Regions from separate parts of the Mus musculus genome. Here regions 1, 3, 4 and 5 are each linked to region 2. The links are chromatin contacts, called in public HiChIP or PLAC-seq and promoter capture Hi-C maps. All regions are on one chromosome and are shown on one strand. The core of a region is the stretch at or near the end of the contact, and the rest is flanking DNA. Distances in the headings are between cores, read along the strand shown. Region 1 holds the start of Gtf2i (general transcription factor II I). Region 2 holds the start of Gtf2ird1 (general transcription factor II I repeat domain-containing 1). Region 3 overlaps Gtf2i (general transcription factor II I). Region 4 holds the start of Ncf1 (neutrophil cytosolic factor 1). Region 5 overlaps Gtf2i (general transcription factor II I).

The links. Promoter capture Hi-C pulls out the DNA fragments that hold promoters and counts their contacts. HiChIP or PLAC-seq counts read pairs in DNA pulled down with a chosen protein or histone mark.
Region 1: an HNF4G HiChIP or PLAC-seq map of pancreatic cancer cells shows a contact between it and region 2. The contact joins the promoter of Gtf2i here to the promoter of Gtf2ird1 in region 2. A contact is called at or near these places in 6 of 39 promoter capture datasets (the C10 cell line, cranial neural crest, embryonic stem cells and 3 more), 2 of 484 Hi-C or Micro-C datasets (both in embryonic stem cells), 5 of 115 datasets of contacts at active chromatin or transcription factors (embryonic stem cells, extraembryonic endoderm stem cells and pancreatic cancer cells) and 3 of 9 other capture datasets (adipose tissue, liver and pancreatic islet).
Region 3: a contact with region 2 is called in an H3K27ac HiChIP or PLAC-seq map of double positive thymocytes, with 8 read pairs. The contact joins the enhancer-like site here to the promoter of Gtf2ird1 in region 2. A contact is called at or near these places in 2 of 39 promoter capture datasets (cranial neural crest and liver), 1 of 484 Hi-C or Micro-C datasets (CD8 T cells), 3 of 115 datasets of contacts at active chromatin or transcription factors (double positive thymocytes, embryonic stem cells and memory CD8 T cells) and 3 of 9 other capture datasets (adipose tissue, liver and pancreatic islet).
Region 4: a promoter capture Hi-C map of the SN4741 cell line shows a contact between it and region 2, with 2.8 times the contacts expected there. The contact joins the promoter of Ncf1 here to the promoter of Gtf2ird1 in region 2. A contact is called at or near these places in 5 of 39 promoter capture datasets (the C10 cell line, the HPC-7 cell line, the SN4741 cell line and 2 more), 3 of 484 Hi-C or Micro-C datasets (CD8 T cells and nephron progenitors), 6 of 115 datasets of contacts at active chromatin or transcription factors (the NIH/3T3 cell line, bone marrow-derived dendritic cells, embryonic limb bud and 3 more) and 3 of 9 other capture datasets (adipose tissue, liver and pancreatic islet).
Region 5: a contact with region 2 is called in an H3K4me3 HiChIP or PLAC-seq map of bone marrow-derived macrophages, with 2.4 times the contacts expected there. The contact joins the enhancer-like site here to the promoter of Gtf2ird1 in region 2. A contact is called at or near these places in 2 of 39 promoter capture datasets (cranial neural crest and frontonasal cranial neural crest), 3 of 115 datasets of contacts at active chromatin or transcription factors (bone marrow-derived macrophages, embryonic stem cells and pancreatic cancer cells) and 3 of 9 other capture datasets (adipose tissue, liver and pancreatic islet).

The regions. Positions count from the first base shown.
Region 1 is chr5:134,313,342-134,316,041 of GRCm38.p6, forward strand. It overlaps Gtf2i (general transcription factor II I), which reads right to left and starts at 1,419. Exons shown (of 34, transcript NM_010365.4): 1 at 1,042-1,419.
Region 2 is chr5:134,455,383-134,458,082 of GRCm38.p6, forward strand. It overlaps Gtf2ird1 (general transcription factor II I repeat domain-containing 1), which reads right to left and starts at 1,334. Exons shown (of 30, transcript NM_001081464.2): 1 at 1,127-1,334.
Region 3 is chr5:134,282,552-134,285,251 of GRCm38.p6, forward strand. It overlaps Gtf2i (general transcription factor II I), which reads right to left. Exons shown (of 34, transcript NM_010365.4): 7 at 643-697; 8 at 236-279. Among named protein-coding and RNA genes, the nearest start is that of Gtf2i, 31 kb to the right of the region's middle. Within about 2 kb of position 1,445, at least 41 of the 459 cell types and tissues checked have an H3K27ac peak or open chromatin away from gene starts, as enhancers often do. A contact at or near this core is called in CD8 T cells, double positive thymocytes and memory CD8 T cells, where this site is marked.
Region 4 is chr5:134,228,179-134,230,878 of GRCm38.p6, forward strand. It overlaps Ncf1 (neutrophil cytosolic factor 1), which reads right to left and starts at 1,447. Exons shown (of 11, transcript NM_010876.4): 1 at 1,318-1,447. The coding sequence starts at 1,389.
Region 5 is chr5:134,257,285-134,259,984 of GRCm38.p6, forward strand. The region is part of intron 16 of Gtf2i (general transcription factor II I); the gene reads right to left. Among named protein-coding and RNA genes, the nearest start is that of Ncf1, 29 kb to the left of the region's middle. Within about 2 kb of position 1,272, at least 53 of the 459 cell types and tissues checked have an H3K27ac peak or open chromatin away from gene starts, as enhancers often do. A contact at or near this core is called in bone marrow-derived macrophages, where this site is marked.

The sequences.
Region 1 (2,700 bases), core at 169-2,668, 140 kb before region 2:
ATTATTTTCATAGCCTCAAGGCTAAAGTCTTCCTTCCGGTCATTGTGTTTATTTCCATCTCCTCCTCCCTAACGCCCCCACCCCCAAAAAAAGTCCTGGCCCCGAGGGACCTGCAAGCGACCAGCTCCGGACAAAGCCCACGGCTGGGCTCCACCTGGGAGCAGGGCGGAGCACCGGACAGCCAGGGCGGGCACTGGCTTCCAAGCCTGGTGGCTCCCGCCCCCCTGCCGGGGGCCCCCACCGCAGTTACCAGGCACCGACGCCCCGCCCCCACGGTGCCCGCCGGCCAATCGCACGCAGCCTGCTGCCCTAAGCTCCGCAAGCCCTGGACACACGGACACACACACACACACACGCTCTCATAGCGAACCCGACACACACACACACACATACAAACATATACACACACACACAAACGCTCACACAGCGAACCCGAGCGCGACCCCACGGGGCTCAGGAGGGGCCGTGGCACCCCGCGCGCCCGCGCGCGCGTCCCCGAGCGAGCCCTCCCAGCCAATCAGGAGCGAAGGAGCAGGGCTGCGCGGCCCCGCCGGGGTACGCTAACTCGTCCGCTCGTTCACGCGCGGGGGGCTGCTCGCGCGAGACCATCCCTCTCAAACACCCCCAACCCAGTCCCCCGACCACCGTCCACGCGTCTGGATACAATGTACGCAGGCGCGGAACGCCGCGAGTCCTCCCCCACGCACCACGGGTGTGCGCGTGCAACTGTCGTCTCCCCCCACCACCAGCCGCCCCATCCCCCCAAAAAAGCCGCGTCGCGTCCGCTGCCAAGGCCCCCAAGTAGAGTGGACTTTGGGGGGGGTCACAGCGCGTCCGCTTCCTCACCCCGAAGTTGTCCCCTTGCCACTCGCAGCGCGCCAAGCGACCCCAACTCTCACGCCCGAGTCGGTGCACACACTCCCGACGGGGGCAGAGTGTCGAATAAAGACGCCCCTGTTCGCCATGGCACCCCGAGGCAGAGGGGGACGACGGAGGGGACACTCGAGGGAAAGGGGACGATCTGAGGCGACAGGGACTCACCCGAAGAGCAGCCGGGGAGGGTCGGGGAGGGGGGGATGCGGACAGCAAGCGAGTGTAGGCCGGAGGGGCCTCGGCGAGCTGGCGAACGGGGTGGAGGTGAGAGGGCGAGGGGGGCCCGTGCGTCTCGGCCGTGCTCCTGTCACCGCCGCATGGCCGCCCCCGGCGGGGCCTCGCTCCACGCTGGGTCGCCAGACGCCGGGGGGGGGGGGGGGGAACAGGGACGAAGCCCAGGGATAACCGCGGCAGGCGGGCGGCAAGCGCGTGCAGGGAAGCGGGGGGGCCGCCGGTGCCCCCTTTTCTCTGCTCTCCCAGCTTATCTCTCACCCTCCTCCTCCTCCTTTTTTTTCCCCCTTTTTTTTTTTTTGCCTTTTTTTTTTTTTTTTTTTTTTTTTGTTCCTCGAAGGTGCCGCTGCGCGTGCGCACAAGCAGCACCGCCCACCGGGAGTTGTAGTTCTGAACCCGCGCTCACCTACGCAACGGGTGGGTACCCCGAACTATAACTCCCAGACAGCCTTGCGGCATGAACCCTGATTCTCTCCCCACCGCCCCCCTCTAGGCCGAGGCGAAGCGCCGCGGCGCCCGGCCCTCTCCGGCTTGGACTGTCAATGGAAGCGCGCGGGTGGTGGGAGCGAGAACATGGCTGCACCTGGGGCCTGCGCGGCCGCCCGGATGGGGGAGGGGAGTGGGGTGAGACCTAGAACTTAGTGTCCCCCCCCTTCCTTCTCCAGCAGGCCACAACTTCCACTTAAATAACTCTTTGCTACCAACATCCCTTTGCAAATTGCAAAGTTAGGGACATTGCAAAGGCCAGGGGAGCCCCGGGGCTGGCCTGTCGCCTGATTTGCAGAGGGAGGTCCCCCCAGCTCCGGGACACAAAGAACTCAATGTTTTCAAAGCTGGCTTTAGAAGCAACCAGAGTGGACTTGCCCAAACTTGGGACAGGCAACGGATGGGAGGGGGTGAGGAACTCGTGATTTCCATTTCTTCTCTCTTCGAGTCTTTACACAGCTCCACATTTAGAAGGAGAATTGAAGAAATCCTGATCGTCCCCACAGCTACAAAGAAAGTAAACTTAAGACCCTCCTCCGGCCATTATATTTATTTTTCTCAACTACTTCATAAGATCAATGACTTTCGAAGAGTATCAACTAACTGTTCATCTAAGTTAAATGCAAAAGTTAAAAAAGCCCGAGTCTGAAGAACTTAGCTGTTAATGCAAAGGACAGAATTGGGTGAATTTGTGGTGTTTGTTCGTTTGTTTTTTCCTTTTTCTTTTTTCTTTTTTTTCCTTCCCACCGCTTATGTCCGCCGAATATTCGGGCGCCCTCCCCCACCCGTTGCTTCTCGGTAGGTGGCGGCCACAAGGCTTTTTCCAGCCTCCCAGCCTCTTTGTCGCTTGCTGGAAAACTTTCCGTGCAAGCCACTCTTTTGATGTAGTTCCAAAACCCTGCCTTTGAATTCGGGTTCAAGGATTGGCGTTCTCTGGTCGACTTTCTTGTATGAAACCGCACCCACAAAGCCTCATCTACAATCTCCATGTTGGATTTCTTTGCACTCCACGGAGTCTTTAAGGATTCCTGGGAAGCAGTCTGATTAGAGAAGCCGCCTACGTTTTTTGGTTTTTATTACGATTTTCCCTAACAATATTTACACCCTTCG
Region 2 (2,700 bases), core at 84-2,583:
GAGCCGGAAGAGAAGCCCCTTGTGAATTCCCACTCCTCTAAAAACCTGCCGAAGACCAGCCTTCACGCCCCACATTCCAGATACACACTCCATCGCTGAGCCCGGCTCCTGAGTTCTTTCACTTCCCCAGGAAGGGGACCCAGGAACTGCCACCTCTAGTCTACTCCAGGGAGGCTGGGTCGCCAGACCCGATGCTGGTCTCCGCTAGTCTCCTGACAGAGCAGCCAAACTCTGAGAGCCACGGGTGTCCTCCCCCCCATCCCCCGTTTCCCTGGGGCTTAGAGGCCAGGAAAAAAGTCGCCCTCTCAGCCCCCTGACTGGCTGCAAAGCTGGGAGTCACACCGGTCGCGATCACTCCTAGAGACTCCGGATGGGGAGACTTTAAGCACCCTTTGGCCCCTCCCCCTCCTCTTCAAGAACTCAGAGACCACCCACAGCCGAGGCTCCCTCAAACTTGTTCCTTGGCACCCTCTGTGCCCCTTTTTTAGAGACCCTAAGTCTCTTTGACTCACCCCCAACCAACCAAAGAGGTCCGGCTCCCACCATGCAAGCCAGCCTCTTTACAGGATGACCCCCCCCCAAAAAAAAAAAAAAAAAACCGCCGCTCTGGGGCAGTGTTCGGACTCAGCTTGAGCGTTGGAGGACAGGAGAGGAAAAGGGGGAGGGGGAGGAAAGCTTCTTTCCGACGCCCCCTCCACCAACCTCCCCCGGCAGGGCAGCACCACTGACCTCATTCGCCCAACTGTATCCAGGCCTGCTGGGCTCCAGGCCAGTGGGGCGCTTCTCTCTCCACCTCCAGGGAATTCGAGGGTGAGAGGGGTGTCTGCTTTCCCCGATTCCAGCAGGTATCCGGAGGGAAGAAGCTGACCATCCCAACCCATCCCCCTCCAAACTCGAATTATAATCCCGATCACGTGCACACACACCCCAAAAGGCGGGCCTTAGAATTGAGACACCTGGAGGGGGAGGGGAAGGGACCTCCCATACACACAACACACTGAGGTTGGGGGGTGCAAAAATAAGGGCTCAAAACCAAAGCAAGCTCCAGAGCACCCCATCTCCATCATCCCTCATCCCATCCCCCACCCCCACCCCCGCCCCCAGTCAAACTTTCTCCTTTTTTTACCTTGCAGGATCCCCAAGCGCTCCGGGCGCCCCGGCCCGGGCCCGGTGGCCAGGACTCGGTAGATCCAGTCGCCTCTGGTTGCTGAGTTAATAATCCGGGAATGGGGGACAGGATCAGTAGAGGGAGGGAGGGAAGGAGGGCGGACGCGGTGCGGGCGGCCGGCCGGGGGCTGCGCGGGGCCCCCACCCCCGGCGCGGGCTGCGGCGGAGGGCGGGGCGCGGAGCGAGCGCGAAGCCGAGCCCGGGCTCTGGGAGGTTCTCTCTTTGTTCTGTAATCCCAGTAAGATTGCCAGCCATTCGCCCCGGCCCTAATCCCAGCCCCGCGCAACACCACCCTCCATTGGCTGTCATTTACATACGGGATTAGCCCGCACGGCCCGCCCCGTGCCACCGTGGGGGAGGACTCACAACCTCGGAGCCTCGAGACTCCCCCAGCCACGGATTAGAACCCCCTCCCCGGAGAGATCAGAATACATCAAGGTCACCCAGAGGACGCCCGGAGGATCCCTAGGTGGTTTGCCCTCCTGGTCACTCTTATGCCTGGAGTGTCCAAGGTCAGAAGGGAGGGACCCCAGGTTTTTCTCTTGGATGGCCTGGCCCAGGCCTTTTTATTTATTTATTTTTTATCTTGGAATCTCATAAAGCCCTGGTTGCAGTCAAACTGTTTTAGGGTCCTGAACACTCACGAACTGAAAAGTGAGGATAACCTTGAACAACCGATCGTCCTGGCTCTACCTCCAAGTGCTGGGATTATAGTTTATACCTGGGAAGACTCGAACCCAGAGCTTTCTGTATGTAAGGCAACCATTCTACTTATACAACTACACCCTAAAACCCTTATTGTTGTTGTTTTAGGATAGTTTCGCACACCCCACACTGGCCTCAAACTCTCTATGTAGTTGAAGATGACCTTGCACTTCTGACCCTCTACTTCCCAAATACTGGGATTACAGGTGAGCACAACCACACAGAGTGGTTTTGGGTCCCGAGTTTTATTTTACCATCCATCTGACCTCCTGTATACTACTAAATGGGGGAGGGGAACACTGGGGGACCCTCCCCCTCCAACCTCTCCAAAGCCATATGTCCCAAGTCAACCCAGCAGTTGGTTGGTAACCAGGTGGTCCCCTGAATCTTTGGCTAGGCCTTTGCTGGGATAGGCACAGCAGAGAGACATGTACCAGACAAGTCCCCAAACCACTCAGGGAGACTGTGCCTCAAATTCAGTAAGTAAAAGGTAAATAGATGCAGGACATGATAGAATGTGCTTGTAGTCTCAGCACTCAGGAGACGGAGACAGGAGGATTGGGAGTTCATGTCAGACTGAGCATCATAGAGAATTCTAGCCCAGTCTGAACTTAGAGAATCCCTGTAATATATATATATATATAATAAAGAGTTAGGCTTAGTGGCTTTCATCTATAATCCTAGGGCCTAGAAGTTTGAAGCAAGAGGATTTCTGAGAGTTTGAAGCCTGGCTGGCCCATATGATCCTGTCTCAAAAAGTGAAAACACTCAGTTTCACTAGGGATATAATTCAGTCAGTGTATAGAATGGTTGTCCAGCGTGCTTGCT
Region 3 (2,700 bases), core at 195-2,694, 170 kb before region 2:
CATGCACAAAATTAACTGATTATAAAGAAACCCTTAGGGGCCCCTCCTAAGTGAAACTGAGTATAGTCCCGCCTTTAATATGAGCAGTAGCGAGGCTGAGGCAGGAAGCTCGCTCGTCAGAAGCCAGGTCTGCTCAGCACAACATGACTCAATAACTAACCACTCAAACTGTAACCTTCTCAGCTAAGGAGAATGCTTTTTGTTCATAATAGCTTCTAAGAGTACTAGTACATACCAGAATCTTCTGTGGGTTCAGTTTTCACTTTGATGGGGCCACAACTGAAAGGAGGAAGAAATGTGGATCATGGGGTGCGTCTGTGAGAACCACCTGCACAGCTGTCAACAGCTTCCCCGACATCCAGCCTCGACTACCCAGGGCTCTGTGCACAGCTGCAGAGCTGAAGCCCACACTCCCGTGCCCATCACGCCTGTGCCTCCAGCTCTTAGGAGGCTGGGGCACAAGTGTCCCAAAATGAGGCTAGCCTCGGCTATTACAAAGTGAGAATATTTCTAAAACAAAACCAAAATTGACACTTTTGCAGCCAAGTGCTGCACCCTGCACTTCTGGATGTGGCCCTCAGCCTTCTGCTTTTAGTAACTCTGGGGCAGGGTCACAACAGTATGGGGGGGACGATGGCTTACCTTCCACTAGGAGACAGCATGGACCTCTCAGCCTCGGCCGCCAGCACTCGACCACCTACAAAGCAAAGGGCATTCAGGTTCAATGACATTTGTTGGTATTCTTGTCGGTTTGCTTGTCTGTTTTTCTGGTTTTTGGATTTTGACACAGGGTTTCTCTGTGTAGCCCTGGCTGTCCGTCAATTCCACATTCTCTCATCCCACAGTGTCAGGATTCTAGGGCTCATGATACCATGCCCTGGCTTGTGGGGGATTCAGGGTGAGGTTGGGGGACCCGGAGAAGAAACATCTCGGGATGAGCAAGCATAAACAGTCCTGAACTCAGTCATCCAGTTTTCATTTCACAGAAAAAGCTTATTTCTGCCAGTAAGCTGGCAACAGAAATAAAGCATTTGAGTGGCATAAGGTAAGAAGCGGATGTAAATATGACCCCTATTCAAGGTCAGTAGCTATGCCTCGTGTGGGGGTTCTGTTAGATATGATAGAAATGTTCTCAAGTAGATAATCAACAGTTGCCCAATCTGTGGTACATTTGAAACTGGTGAATTATACTGCAATTAAAAGAACTGTCTTACCTGACCTGGAGGTATATAGGGAATCCAGGCATTAAGGATACTGAGACAGTTCAAGGCCAGTCTTGACTACACGGCAAAACCCTGTCTCACCTTTGCATAGCCTAGCATGTGCAAGGCCCCTGGCTTGTATCACCGGCACTGTGGAGGGGTGCCGTTGAGGTTAAACCTGTAACCAATCTACACAGCCCTTTACTTAAGAGCCAAGAATCTATACAGCCCAAATGTCCCTCACCACAAAAATGAGCAAACGTGTCTGGGTTACATCTAGATCGCAACCTGGACTCAAGCAGCCTGTGTGGAGCACAGCGGGGAAGAGCGGGAGGCCTGCCCTGAGTCTGGTCTATAGCGAAAGGCCCAGGCCACCCAGGCAGCAAGACCCTGCAGCTGGTCTTTGATTCGTTGTGGGTTCTTTTTTTCTCCCACCCTTCCCCCCCCCCTCCCGCCCCCATGGTTTTACTCCTAACACTAGATAGGAGAGAAAGGATAAAGGGGAGAGAGACCCCTGAACCTAATTTCTTTCCTTTTGTTTCTTCTTTGAGCATGGCAACTAACAAACTATGACCAACATCCCCCACCCCAGGACCAGCAACCACCCACCACACCTGTCAGGGGCTCAGGACACCTTAATGAGGCAGACTCACTTGTATTTTTTTTTTCTGCTGGTCTGTGTAGTCAAGACTAGTTGTCCTTCCAGCTTCCAGACTTGCCTGCCTCTGCCTTCCATCTCACAGCAAAGGCCCTGCCCTTACCCACACACACTCCCACTTTAGTCCCAGGGATGGAGCTGGGGTCGCCGGGCCTGGTAGCACACGTGTCCTTTACCTGCTGAGCTGTCTGTCCTGCAGCCTGTCTGTGCCACTTCTGTGACTTAATGTGAAAGTTTTCTTTGTGTAGCCTGGACTGGCCTCACATTTTTCATCTTCCTGCTTCAGCTATGAAAGTGCTGGGAGTCCAGGCCTGTGCCACAACCCTGCTTTTCTCCCAATCTTTAAAATGAGCCACACACTGCTGCCTTCCCACTGAGCAGGCAAAGGAACGCTCGCCTAACCTAACATGGAGGACGGTCGTGGAGAGGACCTAACATGGACCTCAAGGTGACGTGCACTACGGCCGCTGTATTTGGTCTTATTTGTAATTACCCTAGCCAGACCAAAAGGTAAGCGACAAAAGGGACACTGGCAAGAAGGGAAGAGGGACACCGCTGTCTCCACCCTCATATCGCTGTGAAGAAAACACAGAAATAGAGTCAGGGTCAGCTGACTCCAGCAAAGTTTCCAAGACAACGCAGAGAGCACGCTTCTCACGGAGACCTAGATGCAAAGACGAATTTAAGCCTCTACATTCTGTGGGGTACAAACTCAAAATAGACTGGGCTGGCGGTTCCGGGCAGTGGAGCATCTGACTGGCACTGACACGCTGGGCTCCACTCCTAGACACCCACATCCAGGACACCTTTAACACTGGAAGAGGGACACAAGCAAGGCAA
Region 4 (2,700 bases), core at 197-2,696, 230 kb before region 2:
GGGCACTCAGCACCCACGAGGACCATGCTGTGCCCCTGGGCTGCCTTTTTAGCCTTGGATGGAAGGCTGAGGGGTTGTGGTGAGGCAATCTTTGGGGGTTTTGCTACATTGTGAGACTCTGTCTAAAAATACCCCTGTGATTGTCTCCAGGGGAGGGATGGAGGACATGAAGGAAACACCCAGGGTGACCGCTGTCCCCTCTTCTGGTGTGGCTTTTGGTTGTGGAATGATTCAGAACATTTATATTTAGAGAGGGAGGGAGGAGGGAGGGGAGACTTAGCTCTTAACTGCTGAGGGTCCCAGGTAAACAGCTTACAAGTGCTGGGCGGCACCATCTCTGGCCTGCCTTGGGCCGAGCAGACCCAGTGATAGAGTCTAGATATATGGGCAGATATTCCTCGACCTCATCTCCCCAGGGCAAACGGGAGACATCGTCCCCTACTAGGGATCCAAACTCAGTAACCAATATCATAGAAGAGGAGAGAAAAAAAAGCCACAGTTTCCAGGCCTCGCAGGCTGCCATGCAGGGCCACTCCTGGAGCTGACTAGACAGGGAGGTTTCCTGGTAGGAATGAGCCTTGGTCCTAGGCACTGGACAGAGGGTAAGGTTGAGCTCTGGCATGCTTGGGGGCTCAGTGTGAAGACAGAGAGGGAGGCAGCTGGGACGGTGCACAGGGGTATCTGCTCACCATGGCAGGGTCCTTTGTGAACACCCAAGAGAAGCCTGAAGCCCAAGGATAAGAAAGCCCTGTGCCTGAGAGGTCCCCACGGAGGTATATCTTCCCCTGGTCCCCCTCCCCCTCACATCCTTCCCTTGGTCCCCCTCCCCCTCATAGCCTCCCCTGGACCCCTCCTCCCATATCCTTCCCCTGTTCTCCCTCCCCCCATATCCTTCCCTGGTCCCCCTCCCTCTCACATCCTTCCCTTGGTCCCCCTCCCCCTCATAGCCTCCCCTGGACCCCTCCTCCCCATATCCTTCCCCTGTTCTCCCTCCCCCCATATCCTCCCCTGGTCCCCCCTCCCTCTCACATCCTTCCCCTGGTCTCCCTCTCTCCATATCCTTCCCCTGTTCTCCCTCCCCCCATATCCTCCCCTGATCCCCCTCCCTCTCACATCCTTCCCTTGGTCCCCCTCCCCCTCATATCCTCCCCTGGACCCCTCCCCCCATATCCTCCCCTGGTCCCCCTTCCCCTCACATCCTTCCCTGGTCTCCCTTCCTCTCATCTCCTTCCCTGGTCCAGGTGGTTTTTGGGTAGCAGCAGAGTGATAGCACTGTCCCCACTATGCGCTCCTGCAGGGCACTCTTAGGCTACTCACATAGTGCTGGCTGGGGATGAAGCGCTTCTCGAAGCCCAGCAGGGCAATATGGCGAATGAAGGTGTCCCCCATGGCTGGGCCGTGACAGGGACACTTCTCTCTATAGCCTGGGCTGGGCCTTAAATACACTAAAAAGAAGAAGTGGTTTCTGCTGCTTGTGGGGTAAGGGCGGGGAAGGCCCAGGAGGCTCTTAGACTTAGTCTTTCACTTTCTGAGAATTTTTGAGCTTCAACAGAGTGGTGGGGCAGCCAGGGGCCCTGAAGCACAGAAACCTGTTCTACCGACACCATGGCCCAACCCAGGCACTGGGGCCTCTCTACAGTTCTGAACCACCCCCAACAAACATGGGGCTGGAGAGCTGGTGCAGTGCTTAAGAGCACTGACTGCTCTTCCAGAGGTTCTCAGTTCAATTCCCAGCAATCACATGGTGGCTCACAACCATCTGTAATGGGATCTGATGCCCTCTTCTGGTGTTGTCTGAAGACAGCTACAGCATGCTCAGATTAATAAAATAAATAAATAAATCTTAAAAAAAAAAAAGCTGGGTGTGGTGGCAGGCAGAGGCCGGCAGATTTCTGAGTTCGAGGCCAGCCTGGTCTACAAAGTGAGTTCCAGGACAGCCAGGGCTATACAGAGAAACCCTATCTCAGGAAAAAAAAAAAAGCCTGTGACCCCAGCCCTTGGGAGGTAGAGGCAGGAGAATCAAGGGTTCAAGGCCAGCTTCAGCTATATAATGAGTTTGAAGATAGCCTGGCCTACGTGAGATTGACTTTAGAAGTCCTGTCTTTACAGGACCAGGACTGGACATGGCTCCGCAGATAAAGTCCTTGGCATACAAGCCTGAGGACCTGAGTTCTATCTCTAGAACCTACATTAAAGAAAAGTTTAGGGCCAGCGAGATGGCTCAGTGGGTAAGAGCACTGTCTGCTCTTCTTCTGAAGGTCCTGAGTTCAAATCCCAGCAACCACATGGTGGCTCACAACCATCTGCAATGTATAATAATAAATAAATCTTTGGGCGGAGAAAGCAGGGACTGATGGAGAGAGAAGAGTTATCTGAAGTGAGAGGGTCCGACCTGAGCAAGGGGAGGTCCTAAATTCAATTCCCAACAACCACATGAAGGCTCACAACCATCTGTACAGCTACAGTGTACTCATATACATAAAATAAATACATAAATCTTTTTAAAAAGCCAGGTGTGGTGGCACACACCTTTAATCCCAGCACTTGGGAGGCAGAGGCAGGTGGATTTCTAAGTTCGAGGCCAGCCTGGTCTACAAAGTGAGTTCCAGGACAGTCAGAGCTATACAGAGAAACCCTGTCTCGAAAAACCATTTAAAAAAAAAACTTTTTTAAAAAAATAAAGAAAAGCTCAGAATCCTC
Region 5 (2,700 bases), core at 22-2,521, 200 kb before region 2:
GGGTTCTAGAGATTAAATGCAGGGCCTCATGCCTTTGAGGCAAGCACTTTAACAAGGGAGCCATCTGTCTTAACTCCTTCCTTCATATCGGCAACACCAAATCTGAAGGGCTCGACTGTGTTTGGAAATCCACATACAAAGTCTATCCCCACCACAGCAGTAAAAGAAACGTACTCGAGAGGAATAGCAGACGGCCACAGCTCAGATCCACACTTGTCTTAGCTGTTACATAAGATAGGATCTAAACCTGATTTTAACATGCTTCCTATAAGAGAACATTTGAGCTGACAGCAGTAAAGAGCTGAAGGCTGGGTACAGAGGCACAGGAAGGCCTTCAGTATCAGCACGCAGAGGCAGAGGCAGAGACTGCTCTGAGTCTGAGGGCAGCCTGGGTTACAAATGCAATGAAACCCTGTCTCAACAGGGACAAAAAGGAAAGAAAACTTCAAGGACACTGCCTCCTAGCCAGTGAGCGCTGGTTGTCCTGTCTCAGCCCTCCAGTCCCCACCCACACGGTCGGTCGGCCACCTTCTCTACGCCATGCTCACAGACCAGGAAGTCCTGCCCTTTTCCTACCAGAACCAATGCTCCTAAGCCAGGGCTGTGCGGGCCACCTCCACTTCTGAGCTGTCCCTACTGTACACAGGAGTGTGCAGAGCTGCACAGCTGCCAGTTACAGGCAGTGGATGCTGGTGAACGTGGAGCAAGCTCCTGGATGATTTCAGGGAGATCTTGTTCCCTCCTGCCTTAGAAACCTAACAAAGGGGACCGATACCTCCGAGTTCTCACCAGTTCACAAACAGCTTTGTTTCTAGATCTACCAAAAATGCTAGCCGCTGGGCCCAGTAAAGGTTTTTTTTTTTTTTTTTTTGGATGGTGGCCGCTGGGGGGGGAAAAAGAAATCCGGTTATGTATGATGTTAAGCAAGCACTCTAACTGCAGTCTCAAACCTCTGAATCTATTTTCTCCTTAAAGGCTGTCTAAAATTAAGCTGGGCAATGGTAGCTCAAGTTTTTGATCCCAGCACTGAGGAAGCAGAGGCAGGTGGATCCCTGTGAGTTTAAGGCCAGCCTGTTCTACAGGACGAATTCCATAATAGCCAGGGCTACACAGAAAAACCCTGTCTTGAAAAAAAATTATCTTATAGTATTGGGGACCAAACACCTGACAGACTCAGATCCCAGCCCGAGTTTGCTTCCTCAGCTATACTTGAAAGGGTGACCTCTGCTCTCCCAGCCTAGGCTCTCCCAACCACTTCTCCTTTTCCTCCCCCTTCCTTTCTTCCTTTGCCACTTCCTGGACAAAGCTAACAACAGCCAACGGCAGTGACATTCTCTGGAGCCAAGATACTCAAAAACCACACGTCACACCTACACAGGAAATGCAAGGACATAATGGGGATGTCCCCCAAAATGAACATGCCCCATCACTTGATCTAGGCTGCCAAGCATCCAGGGGAAGCACTGACTGGACACCAGGAGAGGAGTCTTTACTGCTTCCTCGTTGGTTTACACCCAATGACTGGAAGGAAGGTTACTGCTAGGAATACTGACGAGGGTGAGGAGGATGGGCGCCTCAACTAGGAATTGTTGGGAGATGGTGTTTGCTTCCCGCCACTATCTGAGGAGTGGAAAAATAAAATTTCCCTTTCCAAAAAAACCTTGAGAGCTAAATAAATGCTAAAACCCAAGATAACCTAAAACAGGATCATGGTGACTCTAGGAAGCCAGTGGGCAGGCAGATGGCCTGGCCCTGATGTCCTCGCTGGACCCAAAGAGAAAGGAATCCAAATGGTCAAATACCTACACTGAATAATGAAACTTCAGGAAGCAACTATTCAGGGCTGGGGTGTGGCTCACAGGAGAGACTTGCCTAACATTTGCTGGTATGAAGTAGAGCATTTGTCTAGGGCTCTTGAGGCCCAATCCATCCCAGCGCAAAAAGAAAAATATACAGCTTTAAAAACTTTTTAAAATTAGTTTTTACTAAAAGCAAGGAAACACTAAGTTAAGTTGAATCATCTCATTGTATTCCTAAAACAAAACAACTCTTAACAACAAAACAAAACAAAGAGATAAAAGACCATCTGGGGCTGGAAAGATGGCTCAGTAATTCAGAGTGCTCGCTGCGCTTCCAGAGGACAGAGGTTCAGGCTAGGTGGCTCACGGCTGCTTGTAAGTCTACTTCTAGGAGACCTGACACCCTCTTCTGGCTTCCCTGGACACCTGCACACATGTGACACACACACACACAATACACACAAACTCACATATATAGCTGTATATTCTCAAAGCCACCTTCCCAGAGTTTGAGCTTGATCGATGCTAATTTGCAAAACTGAATAAAGTACCTGGACTTCCCCCAAGAAGCCTTTATCCTGTTGCTTTGTATTTCAAGCAGGTCAGTCATCGCCCTAAGCCTGTCTTCAGCAAGCACAGGTGGCAGAAATTCATCGATATGAAGAAATGTATTGAGTATACATTGTGGCTTTGGTCTGATTAGATATAAGGTGTGCTATGAGGGCCAGTTAGCCAACGACGGGCCACTGAGATTTCTGAACTATATCGATCTAAGACAGAGGTATGTGCCAAGAAGCCATGGTTTATTAATAATACACCACAGAGCCATGTTTGTGCAAAATAAACACAAGCAAGCTGCACATACTTCCCTGACGGATAAGAATAGTACATAGAAAATCTA